Linked DNA regions of Sus scrofa: all the other regions are linked to region 2. The links are chromatin contacts, called in public HiChIP or PLAC-seq maps. All regions are on one chromosome and are shown on one strand. Each heading gives the region's core, a stretch centred on a gene start, on an enhancer-like site or on the middle of the called end of the contact. The rest is flanking DNA. Distances are from core to core; before and after follow the strand shown.

The links. HiChIP or PLAC-seq counts read pairs in DNA pulled down with a chosen protein or histone mark.
Region 1: an H3K27ac HiChIP or PLAC-seq map of skeletal muscle shows a contact between it and region 2. The contact joins the promoter of ADGRA2 here to the promoter of BRF2 in region 2. A contact is called at or near these places in 10 of 47 Hi-C or Micro-C datasets (adipose tissue, embryonic fibroblasts, epiblast stem cells and 6 more) and 1 of 2 datasets of contacts at active chromatin or transcription factors (skeletal muscle).
Region 3: a contact with region 2 is called in an H3K27ac HiChIP or PLAC-seq map of alveolar macrophages. The contact joins the promoter of RAB11FIP1 here to the promoter of BRF2 in region 2. A contact is called at or near these places in 1 of 5 promoter capture datasets (liver), 20 of 47 Hi-C or Micro-C datasets (alveolar macrophages, blood, embryonic fibroblasts and 8 more) and 1 of 2 datasets of contacts at active chromatin or transcription factors (alveolar macrophages).

What each region holds. Positions count from the first base shown.
Region 1 is chr15:48,609,250-48,613,154 of Sscrofa11.1, forward strand. ADGRA2 (adhesion G protein-coupled receptor A2) reads right to left here and starts at 1,785. Exons shown (of 20, transcript XM_003133366.4): 1 at 1,108-1,785. The coding sequence starts at 1,370.
Region 2 is chr15:48,565,524-48,569,819 of Sscrofa11.1, forward strand. BRF2 (transcription factor IIIB 50 kDa subunit) reads left to right here and starts at 2,684. Exons shown (of 4, transcript XM_003133367.6): 1 at 2,684-2,976; 2 at 3,648-3,707. The coding sequence starts at 2,823.
Region 3 is chr15:48,524,794-48,528,731 of Sscrofa11.1, forward strand. RAB11FIP1 (rab11 family-interacting protein 1) reads left to right here and starts at 2,590. Exons shown (of 5, transcript XM_021076260.1): 1 at 2,590-3,046. The coding sequence starts at 2,670.

The DNA.
Region 1 (3,905 bases), core at 535-3,034, 43 kb after region 2:
GACAGGGAAGGGGAAGCGGCTCGTCGTAGGCTGGATCCGGGACAGGAAAGGAAGGGGCCGCCGCTAGGGCCGGACCCTCCACTCCGCCGCGTGCGTGGAGCTGCAAGCACGTGGTCTGCGCAGGAAATCGTCGCGGTGGGGAGGGGTCGCTAATTCTCTCGCTGTTGCCGGGATTTCGGACCCCCCTCGCGGAGGTTTGGGTTTGGGTTGCGGCGCGACCGGCCGCGCTAGTTGCCGTCAAAGTGAGAGTTTAATAAGGCCCCAGCTGAGAAGGGAAACTTGGGAAGACCGAAGGAGCCTAGCAGGCAGCCTCCTTCCGACCTCAGCCAGGTTTCTGTCTTCGCAATCCCTACGCGAAGAAGTCAATCGAGAAACAGCCAAAGCTCGTGTTATATCCGGGGAGGGAAAGAAGAGGGACGGATGCAGGACCCAAAACAGAGCTCACTTCACAGATGCGCGCGGGCGGGAGAGGGGCCCGAGAAGAATCGGGACGCTGGGGTCTTGTTCACCCCAGAAGCGCCTGCACCCCGAGGACAGACTTTTTCCGAGCCCACCCTCCCGCCTGCGCTAGAGAGAAGATCTGCAAGCGGGGCTGGCAGGCTTCAGGGTCGAATGGGGCGCCCCCAACTGGAGGAGCCAGGCCCGCGGAGTGAATCGGCGTGCCGCCAGGGACGCGTCCGCGGTGGTAAAGACCACAACCACCTACTGGGCCGCAGGCGTCGAGCTTCCCTGAGCCTTCCCCGAGCCTGCCCACTTCAGGTCCCCGAAGTCCGCAACACCAGCCCCGGCTGGAAACTCAAGGGGCGTGGGCGTCCCGCCAGCGCGCATTCCCCTTCACCTGTGCAGGTGAGTGGGCGTCCGCCTTGCCTCTCTTTGGGACGCCCCCACCCCCACTCCACGCCATGCTCCTTCCTCATTCGACACCCCTGGAGCTCTAATTTTCCCCCTGCTTCTCCAAGCCTCCCTTTTCTTCTTCTGGACCAGGCCTGTCCTAGAGTCTCTGAAGTGTTGGCATCCTCTCGGTCCCCCATTTCTCACCCCTCCCGTCTGGTTTCCTTTCGTCCCCTCGTCGGGGATCGGGCTGGGCTGGCCGAGTTTGGTACTCACAGGGTAACGGTGCTGTTAGGCAGAAGGCCGGGCTCCGGAGGCTCCGGGAGGTCCCCGCCGCCGCACACCACCCTCCTGCGTGCCGGGTTGGATGAGCCGCCGCTTAGCCCCTTGGGCCGCTCCCCCGAGCACTTGCAGCTGCGGATGGGGACCGGGCAGCCGGGCGCGCCCCAGGTCCCGGGCACCAAGAGCAGCAGCCAGGGTAGCAGCTGCAGCAGCAGGCGCGCGGGCGCCGCCCGCATCCTGCGTCCCGCGGTGCCCATCAGCCCATCGCCCCGCGGGGACCGACAGCGCTGGGGCCCGTCTGCGCGCCGGCCAGAGGGATCCGAGAGTGCGGGAGGCGTGCTCAGCGGGGGCCCGGGGCGCCCGAGGGCGGGGCGGGGGGCCCTGGGCGGAGGCAAGCCCCGGGGTCCCCGCCGCCGCGCCCCGGGGGCATGTCCGGCGAGCGCCCCGGCGGGGAGGACGCGGGCGCGGCTGTCAGCGCGGCGCGGGCGGCCCCAGGCGTCGCGGCCCGAGTCTCTGCGCGGTTCTCCCGGGCCGGTTGAGGCCGGACCCCTCCGCGGCGCTTGCTCGCTCTGCGCGGGGCTGGGACCTAGCGGATCGCGCCGGGCTCCTGCCGCCGCCGCCGCCGCCGCCGCCGCCGCCGCTCCGTGCCATGGATGGAGGCAGCTCGGCGCGGCGCCGCTCCCGCCGCCGCCAGCCCCCTCCCTCCCTCCCGAGCGGGCGCCCTCCCCTCGCCAGCTCGTCCGTCCGCGAGGCCCTAGCGCCTCCCGATACGCAGCCAGGCCTCTGCCCTCCTCGGAGCCTGAGCGGGCCAGCCGGCTTGAGGCCCCGCAAGTTCCCTGCACCCGCCTTGAATGTAGACTTTTTCTCACTCCCGCCCCTCTCCCCTGAGGCAGGAATCTTCCTCCTGACAACCCATCTCCGACCTCAAAGCCAACCGCCGTCACTTTTCACAAAATCTTCCCTCACTCATTCCTGTCCAGCCTGCACCCCATATCTCTGGGACTTTCGTTGACCTGCGGGCTTGGCCAGAGATGTCCATGTTTTGGTTTAACTTTGTTCACTGCTCTGGGGTTGCTGAGGCTCGGCTTCCCTTGACCCCTGACCTGATGGGCCAGTCTGGAGGCCGGCACTCACTGCAGGATCGTAGCCAAGTCTTAGGAGGCTCAGACCCTCCTTGCTGCTGGCTGACCTCGCCCAGTGGGGGGTGCATGTCTTTCTGCCTAGGAGGGGTCAAAGGCCAAGGCAGACAGGCTAGATCTGCCACCGCCTACCTTTTCCACATCCACGTGTGTGTTTGGGGGAACAGTGGGAATGGGGGGGATGGAGAAGGGAAAAGCAGGGGTGTGTGCTGGGAGTGGAAAAAGCACTGTACCCAGTCAGGAGGGCCCTTTCTAGGCAGCTCTAAGGACACATGGGGGGGGTAGAATCTTGGGGGTCAAAGTGGGGCCCTGCCTGCCCCCTAGTTTGTGAATGCAAGTTGTTGCCTGAAAACTGGTTAGCGGTGGTGGTGGGAGGGCACTCAGATGGGTTTGAAAATCACCTTGATTCCCAGATAGACTGAAACACAAGCTGGGACAGAGGGACAAATGAAGTGTGGCCCAATGTGTCTGCTTCTTGTCTTCCCACAGAGGCTGCCTTTTCTGACACTTGCAGGGAGATGCAGGCTGGGGGTGAGGAGTAGAAATGGCACCTTTGCTGTGGAGATGAGGCTACCAGGGTTGAGGGGTTCCTGGGCAGAGCTCCTTTTCCCATCCTTCGCTGGGCCACCGAATCGGCCACTGTAGTGACCGTCACCGTCTTTGTGTGCCCTTGGCTCTGCTGGTGTATGTGGCACCTTTCCTAGTACAGTGGCATATCAGCTGGGTCCCCCACCCCCTTTGCTGGGAATGGCTTCTTTCCCTCACATGAGCGGCAGATGCCAGGCCCAGACACTGGCTCCTTCTGGCTCCACAGGTCTGTCCCAGTTGCAGGCTCTGGTTCCTTCAACTTCCAAAGATAAATAAATAGTGACTGCAAATGGAGGAAGGGAGAAGACGGGCCTCCCTCAGCAGGAGCCCTCTGCAGGGCTGGCAGGGGCCGGGCTTGCATTCCTAGGAAGGGTCGTCACAGAGCCACGGCCCAGGGCAGGCCTGCCACCCAATCCTCTGGTTCACAGGCCAGGGAACTTCTCAGAGACCAGAGCAGAGGAGGCCTCTGGCCTGGGTCACACAGTCTTTCTGTCATTTCTGTTTTTTTTTTTTTTTTTGCTAAGTGAAGGCACTCAGAGGCTGGAAAGGAATTCCACTGCAACATCCACTCTCTGAGGCTGACATTTAATGAGGCGATGCTTTCCCACAGGTGGGAATGAGGTGGAGACATTTCCAGGACGCTGTCCTGTCCTGTTGATCATCACTTTTGGCCTCTATACTCACTCAGGAAGATGAGTGGAGCTCGAGTGACTTTCCATTTTACAAGTATGGTGAGGAAACAATGTCTGAGGTGTAAAGAGCCAGCGCTGGGAACTTAAATTTTTTTTTTAAATTTAATTTTACTGAAGTATAGTTGATTTATAATATTGTGTTAATTTCTGCGGTACAACAAAAATTCCTCATATGTTGTATATATTCATATTTATAAATATTCTTCTTCCTATTCTTTTCCATTATGGTTTATCACAGATCATTGAATATAGTACCCTGTGCTATATGGTAGGATCTTGTTTTCCAATTCTTTTTTTTTTTTTTAAGGGCCACACCCACGGCATAAGGAAGTTCCCAGGCTAGGGATGGAATTGGAGCTGCAACTGCTGGCCT
Region 2 (4,296 bases), core at 1,434-3,933:
TCTTGGGGAAGAGATGGGGTCCTTAGATGTGGCAATCAGGGAGAGAGACTGACTATGGAAAAGAAGGGAATGATGCTGGATATTTAACCCACTGAGCAAGGCCAGGGATCAAAACTACACCCTCAAGGACAGTGTCAGTTCTTAACCTGCTGAGCCACAACAGGTACTCCCACTTTCAGACGGTGTTTTTGTTTGGTTTGGTTTGTTTATTTTGGCCACACCCATCCCTAAAAGCGTGTTGCATCCGCTAGAAGATCAGCTCCAAAAGTCGGGGCTTTGCTTTGCTCACGGCTCTTTCGCCAGGGCCTGAAACAGTGCCTGTACATTGGCACATAGTGGGCACTCCATAAATAGCTTTTGCAGAAATGGGCAAATGCCATTAGTCTTCTATATCTCAGACCTCAGTTCTAACCAATATGGCATAAAGAACATGGGTTTTGGAACTGAACAGATAGACTCCTAATTCTCTCTCTCTTTTTATTTTATTTTTTTATTTTTATTTATTTATTTTTTTTTGGTCTTTTTGGCCATTTCTAGGGCCGCTCCCGCGGCATATGGAGGTTCCCAGGCTAGGGGTCTAATCGGAGCTGTAGCCGCCAGCCTACACCACAGTCACAGCAATGCCGGATCCGAGCCGCATCTGCAACCTACACCACAGCTCATGGCAACGCCGGATCCTTAACCCACTGAGCAAGGCCAGGGATTGAACCCGCAACCTCATGGTTCCTAGTCGGATTCGTTAACCACTGGGCCACGACGGGAACTCCTCTCTTTTTATTTTTTTTGGCCAAGCCCATGGCATGTAGAAGTTTCTGGGTGAGGGATTGAACCCACGTCACAGCAGTGACCCAAACCACAGCAGTGACAACACCAAATTCCTTAACTGCTAGGTCACCAGGGAACTCCTGGTTTGGTTTGTTTGTTTTTTGTTTTTGCTTTTTAGAGCCCTACCCATGGCATACGGAAGTTCTCAGGCTAGGGGTCGAATCAGAGCTACACCTGCCAGCCTACGCTACGGCCACAGCAATACCCAATCTGAGCTGCATCTTTGACCTATACCACAGCTCGGATCCTTAATCCACTGAGCAAGGCTAGGGATTGAACCTACATCTTCACAAATACTAGTCTGGTGCATGACCACTGAGCCATAACAGGAACTCCTGGTTGGTTTTTATTTTTATTTGTATTTTTAAAATTTTATGGCTGCACCTGCAGCATGTGGAAGTTCCTGGGCCAGGGACTGAATCTGAACCACAACTGGGACTTATGCCATAGCTGTGTAATACCGAGCCATTTAACCCACTCACTAGGCCAGAAATTGAACCTGCACCTCTTCAGCGACTCAAGCTGCTGCAGTCGGATATTTATTTATTTAAAAACATTTTAATTATAGTTGACTTGCAATGTTCTGTCAATTTCTGCTGTACAGCAAAGTGACCCAGTTATACATGCATACACATTCTTTTTCTCATATTATCTTCTATCATGTTCTATCACAAGTGATTGGATATAAGTCCCTGAGCTATACAGCAGGACCTCATTGCTTATCCATTCTAAATGTAATAGTTTGGGAGTTCCCACTGTGGCTCAGTGGTAACAAACCTGACTAGTATCCATGGGGACGCAGGTTCAATCCCTGGCCTTGTTCAATGGGTTAAGGATCTGGTGTTGCCTTGAGCTATGGTATAGGTTGCAGAGGCAGCTCGGGTTTGGTGTTGCTGTGGTGTAAGCCAGCAGCTACAGCTCCAATTCAACCCCTAGCCTGGGAACTTCCATATGCTGTGAGTAGGACCATAAAAAGACAAAAGGAAGGAAGGAAGGAAGGAAGGAAGGAAGGAAGAAGGAAGGAAGGAAGGAAGAAAGAAAGAAAGAAAGAAAGAAAGAAAGAAAGAAAGAAAGAAAGAAAGAAAGAAAGAAAAAGAAAATACCTCTTTGATGACTTTTAATTTATGCTCAAACATGACATACAAAATCTCTAATTGGTAAGCTTGGTTTCTATAACACTGCTAGCGGCACAGTTTTCCTCAAGATTCTTTGATCTGTGCTATATACCATGCTAGGAACTTTGGAGCTAGAATCTTGGAGCATCTTAAAGCTCAAGGTTTTAAAAACATCCGCATCTGCTTGAACCCTCCAGATTGCCAAAGGCCTCACCACCCCATATTCTTTCTCTCCAACTCCTTTAGACATTCTTTGCCTAGCCTCTGAAGGCATTTGAGGGTGCCACTCTGGATTTTAATTCAACTCCTTTATTCCACAGTTGAGAAAAATGGACTGCAAAGAGAAGAGACAACTGGCTCGAGGTGAAGGCGCTCTGGAAGGAACACAGTTCCCTGCCCTCTCACTAGACCACTCTCCCTTTTAGACACAAACTTTGTACCATGGCCCAAATCAACGTTCCTTACCAAAGGGAAATGGAGCATCTACGATTCCCCTAGCGCTTTAGAAAAAAGAGTTCTTTGTGGATGGCAACAATTTTCTTGTATATTATGCGTATCCATGCATGTAAAAAGCTCACCCAAATGCAACTGCTAGTCTAGCCCACCTCAAACTAACTACAGTTTGCGGAGAACCCGAAGACGCAGTCCAGCAGGAACCCCCGTCTCCTGGCTCACATTTCTACCCGAGTCCTCAGAGGAAAGGACCGGAAGTGGGGCGTGGCCGAGGAGGAACTACCCATAGTACGGCTGTCACGCTGGCCGGAAGGAGGTGGTGCAGGCCTTAGAAAGCTCCGCTCCTACTTCCTGTTTGCAACACTGTTGCTGTTGTCGACGTTAGGGGCGGTTACCCGAAGGCTTCCTCGGCTCTGGACGGGTTGTAAGATGCCGGGAAGAGGCCGCTGCCCCGATTGCGGCTCCACTGAGCTGGTGGAAGACTCACACTATTCGCAGAGCCAGCTGGTGTGCTCCGACTGCGGCTGTGTGGTCACCGAGGGAGTCCTTACGACCACCTTCAGTGATGAGGGCAACCTCCGAGGTACCTTGCGGGCTTTTCCAGGGCAATGGATAACAGCCTGGGGGCAGTGGAGTGATTGACGTCGAGATTCTTATCTCCTGCCTTTTCCTGGTCACATGCACGGGAGAAAATGGCCTAAAGTGAACGAGTGAGCTGTAGAAGCTCAGGGACTGCGGTTTATCTGTGTTTTTCTAGCAAGGTATTTGGTATTAATAAACGCTGAATAAATGAAATCAAGAGAGAAAGCTGCACTCAATTTACCTAGTCTGGGCATGGTGGAAGGATTGCGGATCAATTCTTTACGAATACAGAAAATACTATTACCGCAAAGTAGTTTTGAGCACTAATTGGCAAAAGCATCTTTTTTTTTTTTTTTTTTTCTTCCCTCTCTGCTCTTCAAGTCTGTGACCAATGCAACCCTCAGAATATTCAGTCAGGAAAATTGCCTGAATTGGATGTACAAGAGAGATGGCTGGAACACTTGGAGCTGCTTTAGTGCAGTCCTAATCTTCCTAAATTTCTTTGTATTGGGTACTGTTTGTGGTCATAGAAAATCAGATGGACCTTTAATGTGCAAAGATGGGACAAGAAGTGGATGCGTCCTGGTTTGGCTCCTGGGTTTTGTGTGGTGGGAGGGCAAGGGTGTGGCACGTGGAGGCTAAACAAGCTATTTGTTGCCCATTATCTTACAGAAGTAACATATTCCCGAAGCACAGGGGAAAATGAACAAGTTAGTCGCAGCCAGCAACGAGGTGAGAATAAACCTTTTATGACATAGTGCTTTAAAGAAAACTCTCCTGATGGTCCAGCCCATCTACTTATCTTTCCTGTTTTCAGCATTACTGTGTAAGGCTGAGTTGAAGAGAATGGTAATTAAAAATAAAGGATGATAGGGTTTCCTGGTGGCTCAGTTGGTTAAGGATCTGGTGTTGTCCTGCTATGACTTGGGTTGCTGCTGTCGCATGGGTTCGATCCCTGGCCCAGGAACTTCCACATGTCACGGGCATGGCAAAAAAAAAGAAAGGAAGGGAGCGAGGAGATGGTTCTAAGAGAGGTAGCAATTAGGTGGAAGATTCAGGTTTGCTTGGGGATTTGTTTGAGGTAGACTAAGGAGCTCAGATGCAAACTTTGGCTTGGCCACAAATCAAACCAGCCTCCAAAAGATGGGGCACTGAAATGTGACTTCTTTCTATAAGTGACTTTGTGCCTCCCAAATGTCCTCACTAAGTGTCGCTGTTGTCATTATAGAAAGGTTTGTTATTTGTGCATCTCATATCTGAGGCAGGTTTACCAGAAATTGCTGGGAGCTGCATGATGGCTCCTTTGACCCCTTTATGTAGA
Region 3 (3,938 bases), core at 1,340-3,839, 41 kb before region 2:
AATGCTCTTTCTCCATGTCCTCTTCTCTGCCTGTCATGTCTGGCTCCTTTAGGGCCCAGCTCAATGCCACTTCCTTCTTACAAATCCACCTGCTAGAGAAATTGCTCTTAAAACACCCACAGCATTTTACAGATACAGGACTTCATTTATAGCATTTGGGAGGTGTGCTCTTGCAACTGGGTCTCATTCAGAAGGCTTTGTGCCCTCTGTTTGTAGCATCTGGCACACACTGGGCCAGCTAAGTTCTCAATAAATCTTCATGGTAATGAATGGAGCCATGAGGTTGGATGAGGTTAACAGATGGTCAAGCAGGGGAATTGGTACCAAAACAACAGGGTTCTGCTAGGCTTTTCCTGCCACTTACATGTCTGCTGCCTCCTTTCCTTTCCCCTTCCCATCACCGTTAAATATTTACAACGTACTAAATAGGTCTTTCCGGCACTGCAGCACCCCTCAGCTGCAAACCTGGGGCATAATGTCTATTTTCTAATTTTTTTCTTTTCTTTTTGGTTTTTAGGGCCGTTCTTGCGGCATGTGGAGTTTCCCAGGCTGGGGGTCCAATCGGAACTGTAGCCTCCGGCCTACACCACGGCCACAGCCACAGCAACTCAGGATCCAAGTCTTGTCTGTGACCTACACCACAGCTTGTGGCAACACTGGATCCTCAACCCACTGAGTGAGGCCAGTGATCAAATCTGCAACCTCATGGTTACTAGTCAGATTCGTTAACTGCTGAGCCACTATGGGAACTCCCTATTTTCTAATTTCTTAAATTTTTTTTTTTTTTTGGAGTTCCTGTTGTGGCTCAGTGGGTTAAGAACCCGACTAGTATTCATGAGGATGTGGTTTTGTTACCTGGCCTCGCTCAGGGGGTTAAGGATCCAGCATTTCCGTGAGCTGTGGCATAGGTTACAAATGTGGCTTGGATCTGGCATTGCTGTGGCTGTGTTGTAGGCTGGCAGCTACAGCTCTGATTCAACCCCTAGCCGGGAACTTCCATATGCTGCAGGTGAGGCCCTAAAAAAAGATCTAAAAAATAAATTTTTTTTTTAGTCTTCTAATATCTGATGTAAAAGAAACACTATGTACTTATGGTAGTGTGGGATAACCTGCCAACTCTTCAATTCCATAGCACTTCTTCAGTACCTACTGTGTGTCCAGGTTTGTGTCAGGGGCTCTGGAGGAGACAAGTCAGCACGTGGTTCTGCCCTGAAGAGGGCTATGGGAAGCCAAACCTTGGAGAAATCTGAGTAAAGCCTTGCAGGGGGTAGGACGTGGGTTGGCAAAGGTGGGCAGGGCAGCCGTGGGACAGATGGGACAGATTATCAGTGCTATAGTTTGTCTAGGAGATAGAGAAGTGAGTCAGAGTGGGCCCCAGACAGGAATGCCTTGAATCTCTTTCAAGACTGAAGTTAATGCGGTTGGTGGGGAGGCACCATGGTAGGATTTGGAGCAGGCTGTGTGTAGTGTGGCTTGGAGGGAGAGGAATCTAGAGATCTGGCGGGAAACTGACAGCAACCCGAGACTGGAGCTCTGAGGATCTGGAAGAATCAAAGGATGCAATAGAAAGACTGCATGGGAGTCAGAACACCTGGGTTCTAGTCCTGGCTCTGTTGTAGAGCCTTGAACGAATCACTTATCTGCTCCAGGACTCTCCTTAACTGTAAAACCTAAAACCCTTCAAAGTGACCTCTGCAATCTGTTGATCAATATTTGAACCTTTGAAGTAGGATACAGGAAATGAAGGGCATCGCCCATCCAATGGACCCTGGGAACAAGGAGGTGCCTGACTGGGAGCCCAGAGGGTGAAGAGAGACTGCAGAGGGTCCAGACCTGAGAAAGAGGGAACTGCGGGAGAAGGGCCTCTGCTCCCGAGGTCCATTTGGCAATCCCGTTCAGTTCCTCCTTTCCTTCCCTTCTCTGACTTCCCTCCTCTTGGCTTCACCTTTTTTGGTGAAGGCGCGGCAAAATAGAACACTCCCACACCACCTCAAGTGCTCCCTTCCTTTACCTTCCCCTTTTGAGGTAGCCATCAAAAATCCTCCTCCTTAGCCACCCACCTGGCACCATCCCTGGACCCACTTTCCTCCAGAGTAACTTCCCCAGCGACCAAAGTAGAAAGAGCAGTGAATTCGGAATCGCATTCATTATCACCTTCATAGCTACCCTCTACTGAGAACTCGCCCTGGGCCAGGTGACATTTTTTTGGCAACAATTCTACGAGGTGGTTGTTATCTCATTTTACATACAAAGAAACTGAGACTCCAAGGCTTTAAGTAATCTGTGCAAAGCCACACACCTGCCACTTGGACGAGGCCAGATTGGAAATGAGGTCTCATTCCCAGTCTCTGCTTCGGTCAGTTCCGTTCCGGTTGAGCCATGCGACCTTTGGCAAGTAAGACCCCAACTCTCACCTACCAACTCTCAGACCGGAATTCTCCAAGCCCCGCCCCCGCCCACTAAGCGCTAGCCCCACCCGGGCCCCTAGAGCCTAGCTTCGCGTACGCGACGGAGGCGGGCCCGCCCGGCAGGTGGGGGCGGGTGGAGGGGGCGTGTCCAGGAGGGGGCGTGGCCGGAAGCCTTAAAGAGGTCGGGGCGGCTGGGCAGGCTGTGGAAGCCGCGCGTCGCGGCTATCTTCTCACTTTCGGTTGGATCGCACAGCCGTCACCATGTCCTTGGCGGCCTCGGCGGGCAAGGGCCGAGGGCCCGTATGGTCCCCAACGCACGTGCAGGTGACGGTGTTGCAGGCGCGGGGTCTTCGGGCCAAGGGCCCCGGGGGCACGAGCGACGCGTACGCGGTGATCCAGGTGGGCAAGGAGAAGTACGCCACCTCAGTGTCCGAACGCAGTTTGGGCGCGCCCGTGTGGCGGGAGGAGGCCACCTTCGAGCTGCCGCCGCTGCTGTCGGCCGAGGCTGTGCCAGCCGCCGCCACCACCCTGCAGCTCACCGTGCTGCACCGCGCGCTGCTCGGCCTCGACAAGTTCCTGGGCCGCGCCGAGGTGGACCTGCGGGAGCTGCACCGGGACCAGGGCCGCAGAAAGACCCAGTGAGTGCGGGGGCGAGGACCCGGAGCGGGGCAGGCCGGGGAGGACGCTTGGCCTGGGCGGTGAGACCCTTTTAGAGTGTGTCCCCGTCCCCCCACCACCTCCCCCCAGGGGACTGACGGAACGAGGCCTCTCGGGAGGGATCCCCTCGGCCAGTAATAGTATTCTCACTTCAGCTTCTTCTTGGGCTGTCCCGCCCCAGCTCTCCCAGTACGTGGGTTCTTTGAAAACGGAGGTGGAGGTACCTGCCGCGTTTTTTAATCTGCAGGAGGGCGCTCAGCGCCTGGAACTTCGTAATCACTTAATGAATTTTTGATGAATTGAAACTAGCAGTGGGCTGACGAACTTGTCTTATTAGTTGAGTAGCGTGTATATTTGATATACGCCTTGGATTCCGTGGAAAGCCTCCTGGGTATTTCATTGTACCGGACACTGAGCTGGAAATGGCTGGGCCAGGACGCTGGAAGGGCTAACTGGAGCAGTGAAACCCACAGACACTAGAGGATCCCCCAGGGACCGAGTTGGGGCATTGCGATGCGGGTGGGTGGCGGTGGAGGCTGGGGAATGAGGACTGCCCTGGGAGGGCTGTCCCCCACCCCCACCCCCGCCCCACCTCACCACCGGGTCAGGGGTTGGTCTAGAGAATTTGCCCCTCCCTCGCCTCCTCCAAGAATGCTACAACGGTTTGGTTTAACTTTCAGACCGAAAAATATTGACCCATTTTGCCCTGGCCCCCAAATTAGTAAGGATTTCCCAGTGATGGCTGGAGCCAGGGCCTGCCCTTGGCCAAGTAACTGGGAGTAGGCATTGTTTCTCGCTGGAGTTTCTCAGGTTCTCTCTGGTCCTACGGGGGTGGGGGGTGGGAGTGGGAATGACTGCTCCCCCGTAGCTCCC